Regions from separate parts of the Mus musculus genome. Here all the other regions are linked to region 3. A link is a contact called in public promoter capture Hi-C data. All regions are on one chromosome and are shown on one strand. The core of a region is the stretch at or near the end of the contact, and the rest is flanking DNA. Distances in the headings are between cores, read along the strand shown.

What was found. Promoter capture Hi-C pulls out the DNA fragments that hold promoters and counts their contacts.
Region 1: a contact with region 3 is called in a promoter capture Hi-C map of embryonic stem cells, with 3 times the contacts expected there. The contact joins the promoter of Serpinb10 here to the promoter of Serpinb11 in region 3. A contact is called at or near these places in 16 of 39 promoter capture datasets (the 3T3-L1 cell line, 3T3-L1-derived adipocytes, the HPC-7 cell line and 11 more) and 2 of 9 other capture datasets (adipose tissue and liver).
Region 2: a promoter capture Hi-C map of the HPC-7 cell line shows a contact between it and region 3, with 2.9 times the contacts expected there. The contact joins the promoter of Serpinb2 here to the promoter of Serpinb11 in region 3. A contact is called at or near these places in 11 of 39 promoter capture datasets (the 3T3-L1 cell line, the HPC-7 cell line, HPC-7-derived erythroid cells and 7 more), 1 of 115 datasets of contacts at active chromatin or transcription factors (the HPC-7 cell line) and 1 of 9 other capture datasets (liver).

Annotation. Positions count from the first base shown.
Region 1 is chr1:107,527,236-107,531,464 of GRCm38.p6, reverse strand. Serpinb10 (serine (or cysteine) peptidase inhibitor, clade B (ovalbumin), member 10) reads right to left here and starts at 2,462. Exons shown (of 8, transcript NM_198028.3): 1 at 2,374-2,462.
Region 2 is chr1:107,509,971-107,514,255 of GRCm38.p6, reverse strand. Serpinb2 (serine (or cysteine) peptidase inhibitor, clade B, member 2) reads right to left here and starts at 2,746. Exons shown (of 8, transcript NM_011111.4): 1 at 2,672-2,746.
Region 3 is chr1:107,360,265-107,364,783 of GRCm38.p6, reverse strand. Serpinb11 (serine (or cysteine) peptidase inhibitor, clade B (ovalbumin), member 11) reads right to left here and starts at 2,470. Exons shown (of 8, transcript NM_025867.2): 1 at 2,425-2,470.

The sequences.
Region 1 (4,229 bases), core at 1,213-3,712, 170 kb before region 3:
GTCAAAACTGGAATCAAGACCAGGTGTGTACAGTAGTGTTGATTTACAGTGATTCTGTTGAAATACTTTCCACCCATTAAGGTATACTTGATTATACAGCTTTCCAGACTCAGGGTCACACCCAAGGCGTGGTTTATACCCATGGTGAAGTCTCCTGCAGAGCCTAGGTGAATTTTCTTTGAAGAAATAAAACCCTTTCCTGTTGTATGGTACTCTACACTTTCATAAAGCCTTGGAAATTTGCTAGTACTCCCACTTCATGGGATACCATCTTATAAGGAACTCTACTTCCTTCAAGACCATATTTATTCAGCTCACACTTTGACTAAACAATTTATATTTGTAAAACCTGTGAGGTGTAGTCACAGAAAAAATGTTTGGCTCTGTGACAAACCTGCAAGGTCAGAGAGCAAGCAACATCTTAGGGCCTGGGCATTTTATATCTCAACATGTAGATTAAGCTAAACATGGAACTTATTTATTCAGACTAAGTTCCTGAAAATATAATTTTTCTCTAACAAAAGAAATATCCTCTTGAAAATAGTTAATATGTACTTATCTTCAGTCTTATTAACATCAGCAGTCATGTATAAAGTATAGCCTAGAATATACAAGCAAGAAGCCTCTCTGGTAATGCCCATTTTATAAAACAACTATAAGGAGCTATTAAACTACCACCTAGCCCAACAGTCAGAAATTCCTGCAAGGTACACAACTCTAAGATGATATTTTATTGGAAATAATTTAGATATAAATATTGAGTAATCAGGAGCTTACTGTATCATAGTCTCTTTCCCTCTGTATCTGCGTTTACGTTTGTGTCTGTGTCTGTCTTTCTCTCCCGTGTGTGTGTGTGTGTGTGTGTATGTTATTCATACATATGTGTGCATGTATGTGTGGGTATACATACATGTTGAGACATAGGACAATCTTCAATTGTTTCTCATGAGATACCTGCCATTCTTTTTTGAGACAAGGTATGCCACTGGGCTGAGATTATGGAGTAAGGTAGGCTGGCTGACTAGCAAGTCTCAAGGATCTACCTGTCTCTACCTCCCTAGCACTGAGATCAGAAATGGGAAGTACCATGCCTACCTTTTTACATGAGTTCTGGAGACCAACCTCAGGTCTTTATGCTTATGATGCAAGCACTTTATTGATTTAACTATCTGCCCATCCCCCTACTGCATCATTTACAAAATGAATTGCTATTTTGAAAATTTTAGAAGTGTAAACTGAATATATAGAATACAGTATACATAATATTAGCTACACACACTGAAAAGAGTGTGAAGAAAGTAAAAAAAAATCTTAAAATCCACCATTATAAATAAGCACACCTCTAGCATAACAGCTTGGACAGAACCTTAGAATCACCATAGTCCAATACACCAATTTAATCTCCTAAAAGCTCAGGACCAGAGAAATTAGATGGGCTGTCTAAGGATGCACAGCTAATGAACAGTGAGAAGTTTAACCCTGTTCTCTTTATTATGAATACAAATTTCATGGTCAGTGTAGCTAATGGTCTGTAGAATTTTGATGGTAAGAGCAAGATTGAATAATATAGGACCAACAAAAGAAGTATAAAAGATGGATGAGGAAGAAGTAGTGGATGTGACAAGAGGGGAACACCATTGTTCTTTGTCCTATGAAAAGTACCTAAGATCCCTTGCTAGTCCTCTCTGATGACAGTTCTGAATCTTACATTATGAAACTGCTGGAAATAGAATATGAGAATGTCATTGTCTCCCAGCATTTCTTTTCTTGCCAGAATCCTTTTCTGAGGCAGTTGTTATGTCGGAGGGGTTCTGAAGAGTAAGGTGTGCTCAGAGACTCTGTGTCCCACAGCAGAGAAAGGAGCTAAAGGCACATGGCATGCTGACAGGCAGGAGAACGGGTTATAGAGAGGGCATAACCAAATGATTAGTTCCACCTATAAAAGTCACACTGTCAAGCTGCCCTGTATGAACGGTTAGAAGGAGTGGGATTCAATTATTTTAAGAATGCTTTATTTCCCTTTGTTAAATTGGCAGATACAACTCAGAAACTGGCAAATCCAGACATGACTGAGGGAGCGAAATCCACACGTGTTTTTCACGTGTGGATTTCAAAGGAGAGCAGTCAAAGCTTCCTTGATATTAATGATATCTCCTCTCAGTCAATCAAACTTGATATTAATGATATCTTCCTCTCAGTCAATCAAACTTTACACCACCTCAATCTGAAATATCTGACTTGTTCAGAAAAATGATAAAAGAGCAGAACCTCACCTGTTATCACAAGTTTCAAGTAGAGGTCTTGGTAATTTGTTAGGTACTAAAATAACAAAAATATAAACATTTTTTTTAATTGAAGAAATATTTACAGTACCTTATTTTCCTCTCCTGGAGCAAACTTGACAAATTGTGCTTTTAGGAAAAGACTGTGGCTGAAAAGTTAGGTAACTTTTAACTGAAGAAACTTAAAAGAAAAAAATGTAGCCCCTCCTTCTTCTGAGCCCCACCCTTGATTCACTTTCACAAGCCAGAACACTCTTCCTTTTCCAGGCTTATCTTGGCCAAAACTTCAAATAACTCAGAGAGGTAGACAGCAGAGTTCTTGCCTGAATTATTAATTACTAGCATTTTCCATGCAGGACTGCATGCAGAGACCTGAATTCTGACAAATTGTAACTCATACATTCCAAGTTAAATCCCTTCTGTAGGTTGCCAAGTAACAGCAATTATTATGGTTTCCACTGGTATGTTTCTAAGAAAAAAAAAAAAAGAACAGTTTCAAATGGAATAATAACGGGACATAAAATGGAAAACATTATCAATGCATGATTTGTTGCTGATCTGTTAAGGTATCCTTTAAAGTGTTCTGTGAGAAACACATAGGCTTAGTTCTGCTCTCTCTTGCAACACTAGAATAGAACCTAGGGTGTGACTTGGATCCGGGTCAGTTCCTCTATCAACAGGAACAAGACTTCCGTTACTGTTTTGGATACCTTTGTTATGTGGGACATTGCTCACCATTTTCTGCTTTTCTTGGTTTTCCCCACTGGCCTTCAGTGGCCATTCTTCTTTATCACATAGGAAAAAGCAAGAGAACACCAGTGTCACTGTCAGGCATGTAGAGCAATGGTGATGAGAATGAAGAGAGTTATAGGAATGCCATAAAAGCCCAGAGGACCGAGAGCCCTTTCCATGCACTGATGGTTCCACTTTTCATATATATACAGTTTTTCTGGTAAACTGACGACCGCTATGGAGGCCATGGTGAAGTGGAACTCTGGATTGCACAAGTGAATGAAGCTTGTGGTAGGAAATTTGATGTGCCTACTGAGCCTGTAAAGAGCAGATATGATTATTCATTTCCAGCTGTATTTTTAGCTGAATGCATCAGACAGAGGCTCCAGATAGACAGACCACTGACATTGACTGACAACAGCTCAGCAGGCTAACTAGGGATGCATCCCTGTTTAGGGAGAGGCTTGTTCTGGTAGTTTATGCTGCTTATTTTGCTATCTTGATACTAGTTATCCAGTGATATCTAGATATCTGAATACATTTATATCTAGATTCTGCTGAAGGAACCAATTTGCTCATCTTTTCCAAAGTCATGAGACAAAGGTGTTCTTATTCTTCTCCATAAACCTCTTCTTTCCTACTTAATTAAAATTCTTATTTAAAAATGTACTGTCTATATCAATTGAATCGTGCTTGTGTGTTAATTTGTTTCTTATTAGGGCAAAAAAAGAGCAAGTAATGGAACCTGGTAGTATAGACCCCTAATGCTAACTATTCAGGTGGCCAAAGCGGAAGGATTATATGTGCAAGGCCAGCCTGGGCAACTTAATTAGTCTCTGTTTCAAAAATACATAGACTGGGTTTGAAGCTCAGTGGTAGAATGCTTCCTTAGCATATGTGAGGTAACAGGTTCAATAGCTAATACCACAAATACATAAAAGACAAAGGAACAAGAGTAGAAGGAGAAAGAGAGAGGGGGATGGAGAGGGACAGGGACAGGGAGACGGAGAGAGAGAGTGAAAGAGAGAGAAGGAGAGAGAGAGAGAGTAGGAAAGAGAGAGGGAGAGGGAAGGAGAAAGGTAGAGAATGTGAAGTAATATAGTACATTGACTTTATTGTGATAATTTTGTTTTTGTTACTGCTGTTTATTGTGTATGTACATATCACATTATGCACACATGTCACTAGTAAGGAAGAAGAATAGGAACAAAAAGA
Region 2 (4,285 bases), core at 1,497-3,996, 150 kb before region 3:
AAGACTGTAGCTACTGTCTTGACTTTCTACAGAAGTGCTGTGGAAAAGAGAAGAATTTGCACCAAAAGTTGTCATTTATAACAAAATGCTAGTGCATTTTGTAAAGACAAATTAAATAAATTAAACTGTGCTCCTTCAACACTTTTCCATTCCCTTGTCTCTTCACTTAATTTATGAGTGTGTGTTGGGGCAGGGGGCACGTAAGTATGAGCAAGAGTGCACATGTCATTAGATGAGTGTCAGAGGACAACGTTACGAAGCCAGCTTTCTCCTTCCAAGTCTACATGGGTTCTGGGGACAGAACTCAGGTCACCAGGCTTGTGTGTTGCACCCATACTTTTGTTTAACTTTTTTGTGACTCTATGGGGTGGATATGACTGACTGTTCTACAGACCACATTCAAAAGCTCCTGGAGGTTAAGCAGCTTTTCTGAGGCCCCACAGTTCACCGTAATATCACAAAGATGCAGGCTAACATCTGCCACTGACTTCTGGGTGGTTGAATCCTTCCAGTGCTGATGCAAGCCTTCACTATGGCTTTCAGCTTTATGGAACTGATATATTGAGAAATACTAGAAAAGGGAAGTTTAAAAAGAAATCAGCAAAGAAGCACATCTGCATTTCCCCCTTGAAAGTTTATTAATGTAAAAGAAAGCAGTTTTGCTTTCCTACTTGTTTTTACCTCAGATGCCAGATTAAGGCAGGTAGTTCAGAAATTAAATTCTCCTCCAGTGACTTAAAATTATAATAAGGCTTCACACATAGACTTCCTTAAAACATTTCTTTAAAATTGTTCTTCTGTTTCTAGGTGAAAATTCAAGTAAGGGATCAGCACTAGGAGAATATCAACTCCAGGAGAGTACATTCTGATGTCTCCTATTCATAAATCCGTGCAACAATCTATATAGCCAAACTTTAGCACTACAAAAGCTTAAGTGTCAAGACAATCCACAGAAGGGACAGATAATACTAAACTAGGACTTCAGGTAACTTGATAGAGAAAAAAAAACATTGCTAAGTTGAGTGAAATTTTTCCAGATCTATTTACTCCTTTATGAAGTCATCTCAGTCTGGGGATGTGACTGAGCGCTAGCTGTGCTGTGGCCTGTGCTCAGACCTCTAGTTTACCAATAAATAAAAACATTGAACTAAACAACCTGAATTATTCTGAACTAGAGAGGTGGTCCTTGAACTCAGCATGCAGCCAGGAAGGATGGAGAACTTCAGATCCTCCTTTGTCTGCCTCCCAAGTGCTGAGATTACACCTGTGTGCAACCCAGCCTGATCTACGTAGTCCTGGGGATTGAATCTGGGACATCATGCATGCTAGGAAAGCACTTCACCATCTGAACAACAACCCTTGTTCCCAAATTCTATTTTTAAATGATGTGTTGTTAATTACATTTACATAAAAATGGTAGTGTCTTTACTGCAATCACCTAATTACTTCTGCCACATTTTGTTTAATGGGAATAATCACATATCCCATCTCCTTTGGGATTTCTGCTATAATAATGAAAATGTGAAGAGGTAATTAGTGCAGAGCTAATTAATTTCAGCATCTGGACTTTTCCTATAAATTCTTCAAATAATATTTGAAAGCTTCAAACTAGTATATATATATATACACATAGTGGTCCCTGACTCTTGGACAAGACCACATCTTACACTTGGATAGGATGAGGTTATAGCATGATGACAGGATAATAAGCCATACAATTCCATATGCTTCCAAATATGACACTATTATTAGCATTAGGATGAATAAATGGAAATTATCTGCTGGGTGGGGCTCTCTCTTCTTTTTGTTGGTTCCTGCAATACAAGTTTGGCAAATGCACTGGTGAAACTTGGCAGAGGTGATGAATTTGGGAGGTACCATAGGCTCACCACCTGCTACACTCCCTCTCTGAATTAGACCTGGATGTTAAATTGGATTTTTCTGCAGCGTTTCAAACATATTTTAGTGTGTGTAAACACATAATAAAGATGTTTTTAAATTGTTTTCAAAACTCAGTAAAAACTAAGATAAGGCAGTAGTGATATGGAAATATACCATCAAAACTAAAACAAATTTTCCAAAAACTGGTAGCAGTATTTTAGTTGATAGTTTCCATAATGAATAATTATCTGCTTGATAAAGGTTAAATTGTTAGTTTGGTTAATCCATCAGCTAATTTACTTGATATTTCTCTTTCACAGAATTGATCCATTACAGAACTAGGTCAAATAAATACATTGTGATACTGGATTGTCCTGACCCAAATTTTTCCTTAATTTTTATAGGTTCAGGCTGTTAACTTTAGGTGAAAATTGAACTTCACATATTTATAAATATAAATACATTACAACAAATTATTTTTATATAAAAATGAAATGCTTAATTTCAATTTTAAGTATAAACATTTTAATATTTGTAGTTATTTATGCCTGATTTTATATCAAACCAATAGGTAATATAAAACATACATATTATATAATCTGCTCAGTACTATTATCATTGAAACTGCAATAGATGTACATTTCAATTTCAGTTTGGCTAGTGATACACAGGCATTTGCTGACTTCTAAGACTCAAAGTCAAGCAGTCATAAATTTAATTCAAGTCTTAAACCAAAATATCTTTAGTTAAACAAGCGAAAAAGAAAATATGGTTCAATTCCTTTACTTACCCTCTACACAGCTCAATATAGTAACTATTGCTATGAAGGAGGAGAGAAGAAAGACGCCCTGGATTCACTAGAGATGCTCGGGGGAATTGCTGAAACACTGTATTACCTCGTTATCTTCTGAGCGGCTGACACACAGGAAATGCTTCTTGGAAAGCTGGCACTGTGTGGACAAGGTAATGACTGGTTTTATAAGACTCTGCCCCTCCCACACAGCTCTTTTTTCAAACTTTTTAATTTGTATTCTTTGTATGATTCAACATTTTACTCATAAAGACATCATTAGAAAAGAAATGCTTGCTTGTAATACTCAGTTTAAGAAACAACTAGAGAGTGTGATGTCATTCAAAATTCAAGAATTTAGCAATTTCCAATTTTAAATCTATTAGCTGTAATCTGCACCACTCACACTCATGTCTCCTCCTTTCTCACTGCATTCAATGACAGCATGAATTTCATGATACTCAATCCACCTTTGGACAGCCACCATCTGTGGGAGTCTTTACAATAAAGGATGTTGTCTTTTCTTCCCTTTGGATCTACAGGGAATCAAAAGAACCTCCACACAAAAGAGGAAAGAGAAAAAAACACACTTGATTTTTCTAATTTAATAATTATTTTAAACTATGATTCTCTCAGGAATAATAATCTGAAATAATTCTAACCTACTGTCTCAAGACACACCCAAAGAACTTTTCATATGGCCTTGATCACACCGCCAGTATTAACCTACTTTAAACAATGACAACCTACTGCTTATGTTGACTTATAATTGGCAGAAACCTATACATGCTAATTGTAATCTTGAACACTCATTTTGGAAATATTTCCAATTTTCTAAAAACACTAAAAATGTTAATTAAAAATAGACAAAAATTACACATAAATAAATGTGATATGAATCTAAACATTTTCATACTGTCATAATTTATTAGGAAGAGTTGGAAACACATCTACCAGATCACTTCTCATTTCTTAATTGTACATTTATATGGAAGCACATACATAAGAACATGGAAAGTGCCACACTTCATGGGGTACTCCATGCCTTTGACTGGAGATCTGGGATGAAGACCACAAATGTCATGTCATTCCATTAAACCAAGGGGTGCATTTTGGGCTGATATGTACTCTTTTACAAGCTGTGTTCTGTTCTTTCTCCCTGTAAATACTCAGTTGATGCTATTATCTGCTGAACCCATTCTCTTTTTGGTTTCCATCTCCTAGATAGCACCCACTGGTGTATTTATGTGACCAGCTAAATGTTTTATCAACCATTCCCCATCTCCACATCAGCAGCTCTGTTTCCTGAACATGTCAGATGAGCCTAGACTTTGCCCACACTTTGTTTCACTTCTTTTTCAGATTAGGCTATTTCTCATCTTTATTTATTCAATTAAAGTTCTTCCCCTCAAGGGAGACATCATTGTTTTTCCCACTGGTCCAAATCTCTGACTTCTATATCTTAGGATTTGATGACGCTCATTCTGATTCCTATAAGCCTCAGGGAACTTCCAGTTACAACTGCAACATTTAGAATTGAGCCTGCAGTACAATAATTAATTTTGTCCTAGCTGCTCCCTCAAACTTGGGCTTTTATCCTTAGGTAGGTAATTT
Region 3 (4,519 bases), core at 1,221-3,720:
GTCTCAGATCATACTTTTAATTTCTTTAGACAAAACCCTTTTTTTTGTAGGTGTTCTTGTAAACTATCTATTTTATTGGGTCATACACTTTTTTGGTTTTCATAAGCAATTTTCTGTTAAGTGGTTTATTCTTCATTTAGTACTAAATATTACGTTGCTCCAGATGGATTCACTTCTGCTAGTGAATTCTTGTATTTTTGTCATATGTTACCCTATTTACTCCCCAGGGACTGATGCTTTAATGGCACCCTGCATCACAGCGTCATAGGAAGTGCTGTGAAGAACATCTCCATAGTCCCTATTTACAGGCCTACACTAAAATGCCTTTGAGAAATAAGTGATTGGAAATGCCTTTGAGAAATAAGTGATTGGTCACAGGGTCCATATACACACCAAGTACTGTATGTGCAGGATTCACAGTCTTTAGTCTTGAAAGACGAGCTATGCCTCTGCAGTTCTGCAGAGGATGCATTGGGAGCTTGAGAGATTGCACACTGTTGGGAATGGAGCTGTGGTCCATCTCTCCTGAGCCTCCCACTTCTCCCAATCGCTGCCACATGCTATTAAGTAATGCAACAGCATTGCCAGCTAACTTCAACAGATAAGAGTAAATAAACAGTACAGCTTGTATGACCTCACCACTGAACCTGGCAGTGCATCATACAAGAAACAAAAATGCTGAGTTCATATTTATAAAGGTGTTAGAAATGTATAATTATAATAACGTCATGAGCTTTGTGTCCACAGGTTTATAATGCAGCATTCAAGACATCTATAATCTCAGTTATTCTCTAGAACACTAAATTTTTTTTTTTGGTTTTTGTTTGCTTGTTTGTTTGTTGTTTTTGTTTTGTTTTTGTTTATCAAGACAGGGTTTCTCTGTATAGCCCTGGCTGTCCTGGAACTCACTTTGTATACCAGGCTGGCCTCAAACTCAGAAATTCACCTGCCTCTGCCTCCCAAGTACTGGGATTAAAGGCATGCATCACCACCTACCAGCTAGAACACTACCTTTATAGCTATAAGCACAAATCTTTTGCAACAGTTCTAGTTTCAAAATTGTATTCAAGTAATTTTATGCTCTAGTCTTTATTGACAATTTTTCTACATCTGGGTGATTGTCTTTGCATAAAGAGAATAACGTCTAGATGAATTACAGGTTTTGGTCCTGTGAATATACTGGGTTTTGTCACTAGAATTATCATTTCTTGGGGGAAGGATAATAAATTTTTGAACTTATCAATGTCTTCATTTTGCCCCAGAACAAATATATACTAGAGAAAATAACACTGAATATTTATTCACATCTAGACGAATAAAGACTGACCAGTCAATTTGCACAAAGAAGAATGAACTGGTTAAAAGTCTAAAAACATATGAATCCTGAAAAACACGTGTAGAAGCCATCGTGGCCAAACCGATCTGCAGAGGGAAAGTCGGGAGCTTCATAGAAGATGATGCATTGGAATTTGAAAAGAAGGTGAGAATTTTAGAAAGCTTCCTTGAATATCTCTGTACATTTCTGCCTATATTTTAGGACAAGAAACATCTTCCAGGAAAGTTGAATGTGTAATCTAAAGGTAGCTGTGGGAGAAAAGGCAGCAAAAAAAGATTCCTGAGTTTCTTCTCCTTTCAAGGTTTTAAAAAATGTATTCAAGAAGAGATGATTCTATTTGGGAAATGTCAGAAGGAGAACATGTATCAGAAATAGGTCTGTACAGAGACACAAAGTCTTGGTCAGCTCTTTGAGAGCACATATATAACAAAGACCTCAACTTCTTAAAACTTGAGCACTGCCTGGTTAAAGTACACATGGAGAAACTCACAGACACAAAGAAACACACACACACAGAAAATCCCACAGATTCAGACCCCCTACCTAGAGAAAAAGGGTCAGGGAGAGGGAGAGAGAGGGAGACAAACCAAGAGAGATACTTACAGACAGATATGCAGAGAAAGACACACAGAGAGAGGAATTTACAGATAGATACAAACACAAACACACACACAGACATACACACTCAGAGAGAAATTTATACATACACACTCATGCACACAAACACCCACACACAGGCACACACACACGTTTCCATATGCACACACAGAGAAATACCACACTGACAAAGGGATAATACTTATCTAAAGAATTAGAGTTAATACTAAATAGAAAATATAATCATAATTTCTTCATTAAAACAATCAGATTTATGAGATATATTTAGCTGAATTGATATTTTTATGATGCACATTTTCAGTGATATGCTCATACCCTTATCAAAAGGTCAGCAAAGGACCACATTCAATTAAACAATAAGTTACCCCCTCATCTGACTCATTACAAACTTGTTAAGTGTCATCTTTGGCTCTTATTTATCTCCCTCTGACAACATTCTACTCAAAAAGTACAGAAAGATTTCTCGTTACCTTTGTTGCTTTCTGATGGTGATGGGAAGAGTTTAGCAGGTTAGACTGGAGCTGTGTCCCTCCAAAGGAAATATAAGCCTTTACTTTTTGCTCCTCCCTTTCCACTGTGTTGTTATGATTCAGCTCTTCACCTGCTGGGCAGGAAGTACAGCTCCAAGAAGGAAGTCTTTCTGAAGGCCATATAGTGGCTTTGGCAGAATTACCAATGAACTGTGCTTTCTGAATCACACTATACTTATTATTCTCATCCTGCTTTATGAACAAAGGACCATCAACAAACCTAACTTCCACCCAAGGAAGTCTAGCTATCTGAAGAGATAGCGTGAACACATCCCATTGATAGAGCCCATGTCAACTTTCCAGGGGTTTTCAGAGTCATTATAAACAACACAAAGTCATGCAGTTAGAAAGATTCTGGTGGTGATAGATGCTCCATGGCTGGAGGTACATTTACTTCAAAATCTTCTGACCGCTTCTTCAGGGAGCTTGGGCCTCATAGATAGCTTCAGCAGTCTAGTAGCAGATAATCCCTCTCTCATAAAAAGACCACCACACTGTGCTCAAGCCTGAACTATCCTGTGGTTTTTATAGAAATAACTGCAAGCAAAAGGTACAAAAGCCACCAGTGGTGATCAGGTGCATGGCTAAAACCATTCAGAACAGGAAAAAACTACAGACCTAAGATTGGGTGAAAACTGCTGATAGGTGTTTAGAAGGAGCAGTAGCTAGAATTATGAACAAGAGAAACCCAAAGGCCAGGCTTATGCATGAAATTCATAGCCCAGCTTCCCCAGGATGGTACCAGTACCTGTCTGAAGCGATAAAGACAGATTCATGTGTCTTTGTGGTAGAAAAAAAAATAGTTTGTGACCACAGTTTTCTCCCTATTCTCAGCATGCAATATGCCTTTTCTTAGTTGCAATTAATTAATTATACAAGACTCAAAACCGTGAAAACTTGAGTGTAAAAAGTATGTTCCCAATCCCCACCTAGTCTTCAATATTCTCATAAAAATAGTTTTATACAGTCAACAACATGGAAGTAAAACAGGTTTCCCTACCCTCCAATGTCTCTGCTGTGATAGAACTTTCTCCTCATGGGATCCAATACCAGCTGGAGTCTTTGATGGTTTGGAAGGCTCTTATCCTGTTATGACTGATCCTCTACCTCCTTCTCTCCATCTCTCTTAAGATCCACAAAAAATTATTGAAGTTTTTTTTTTTTTTTAACATTTCTTGGTGTCTAAGAATTAGGTTCATCAAAGAAAAGTCTCTCTGTTACTCATCCTGAGTACAGCTCTATTATTTTCCCCGTTAGAAAGGAAGTGATTGTTTCAGATTTTTCCTTGTGGGTGGAAGGATTTCCATTAGCTCAATACCCTCCTCCCCCTTAACAAGTCATTTGCTTCTTCTGTCCTAAGATCTTAATCTGTATTCCTTGAAAGTAGAGCCAAAGACAAAACACAGGCATGTGTTTTCTTTGTGAAGTGATTTTAATGATCATGAAAAGAAGCAAAGCACCTGCATTGATTGCCATTGAATTGACAGTGGGTTTCAACGCTTCCAAACTTCAGGGAAACCTTACCAAAAAAAAAAAAAAAAAAAAAAAAAAAAAAAAAAAAGCCCTAAGCTATCTCTAAAGAGATAAGAAAATAAAATAAGCATTCATCTATTGACTCAAATTCTATGCCACAAGGAGAGATCCAAAGTGTTACAGGGCATTGCAATGTGTGCTGGATGGGTGTTGTCACATTGCTCCACTACATCAGAATGTCTCTGAAGTTCAAAGCGAGGCATGAGGAGAGATGTTTTTAGCATGCAATGAGAAGAGATATTTAAGGCATTAAATGACTAGTAGCCTCTGCCACAGCTGCATTAATGCATAGGATGACAAACCCTGAGTGTCCAACACAGTCTCTTTAAGGGTTTTAGAAAGAAGTGGTCCTCCTTTCACAAGGAGTCACGTATCACAGGAGGTGCAGCTTCTTCTTCTTCTTCTTCTTCTTCTTCTTCTTCTTCTTCTTCTTCTTCTTCTTCTTCTTCTTCTTTTTATTAAGCCATTTTTATTAGATATTTCTTCATTTACATTTCAAATG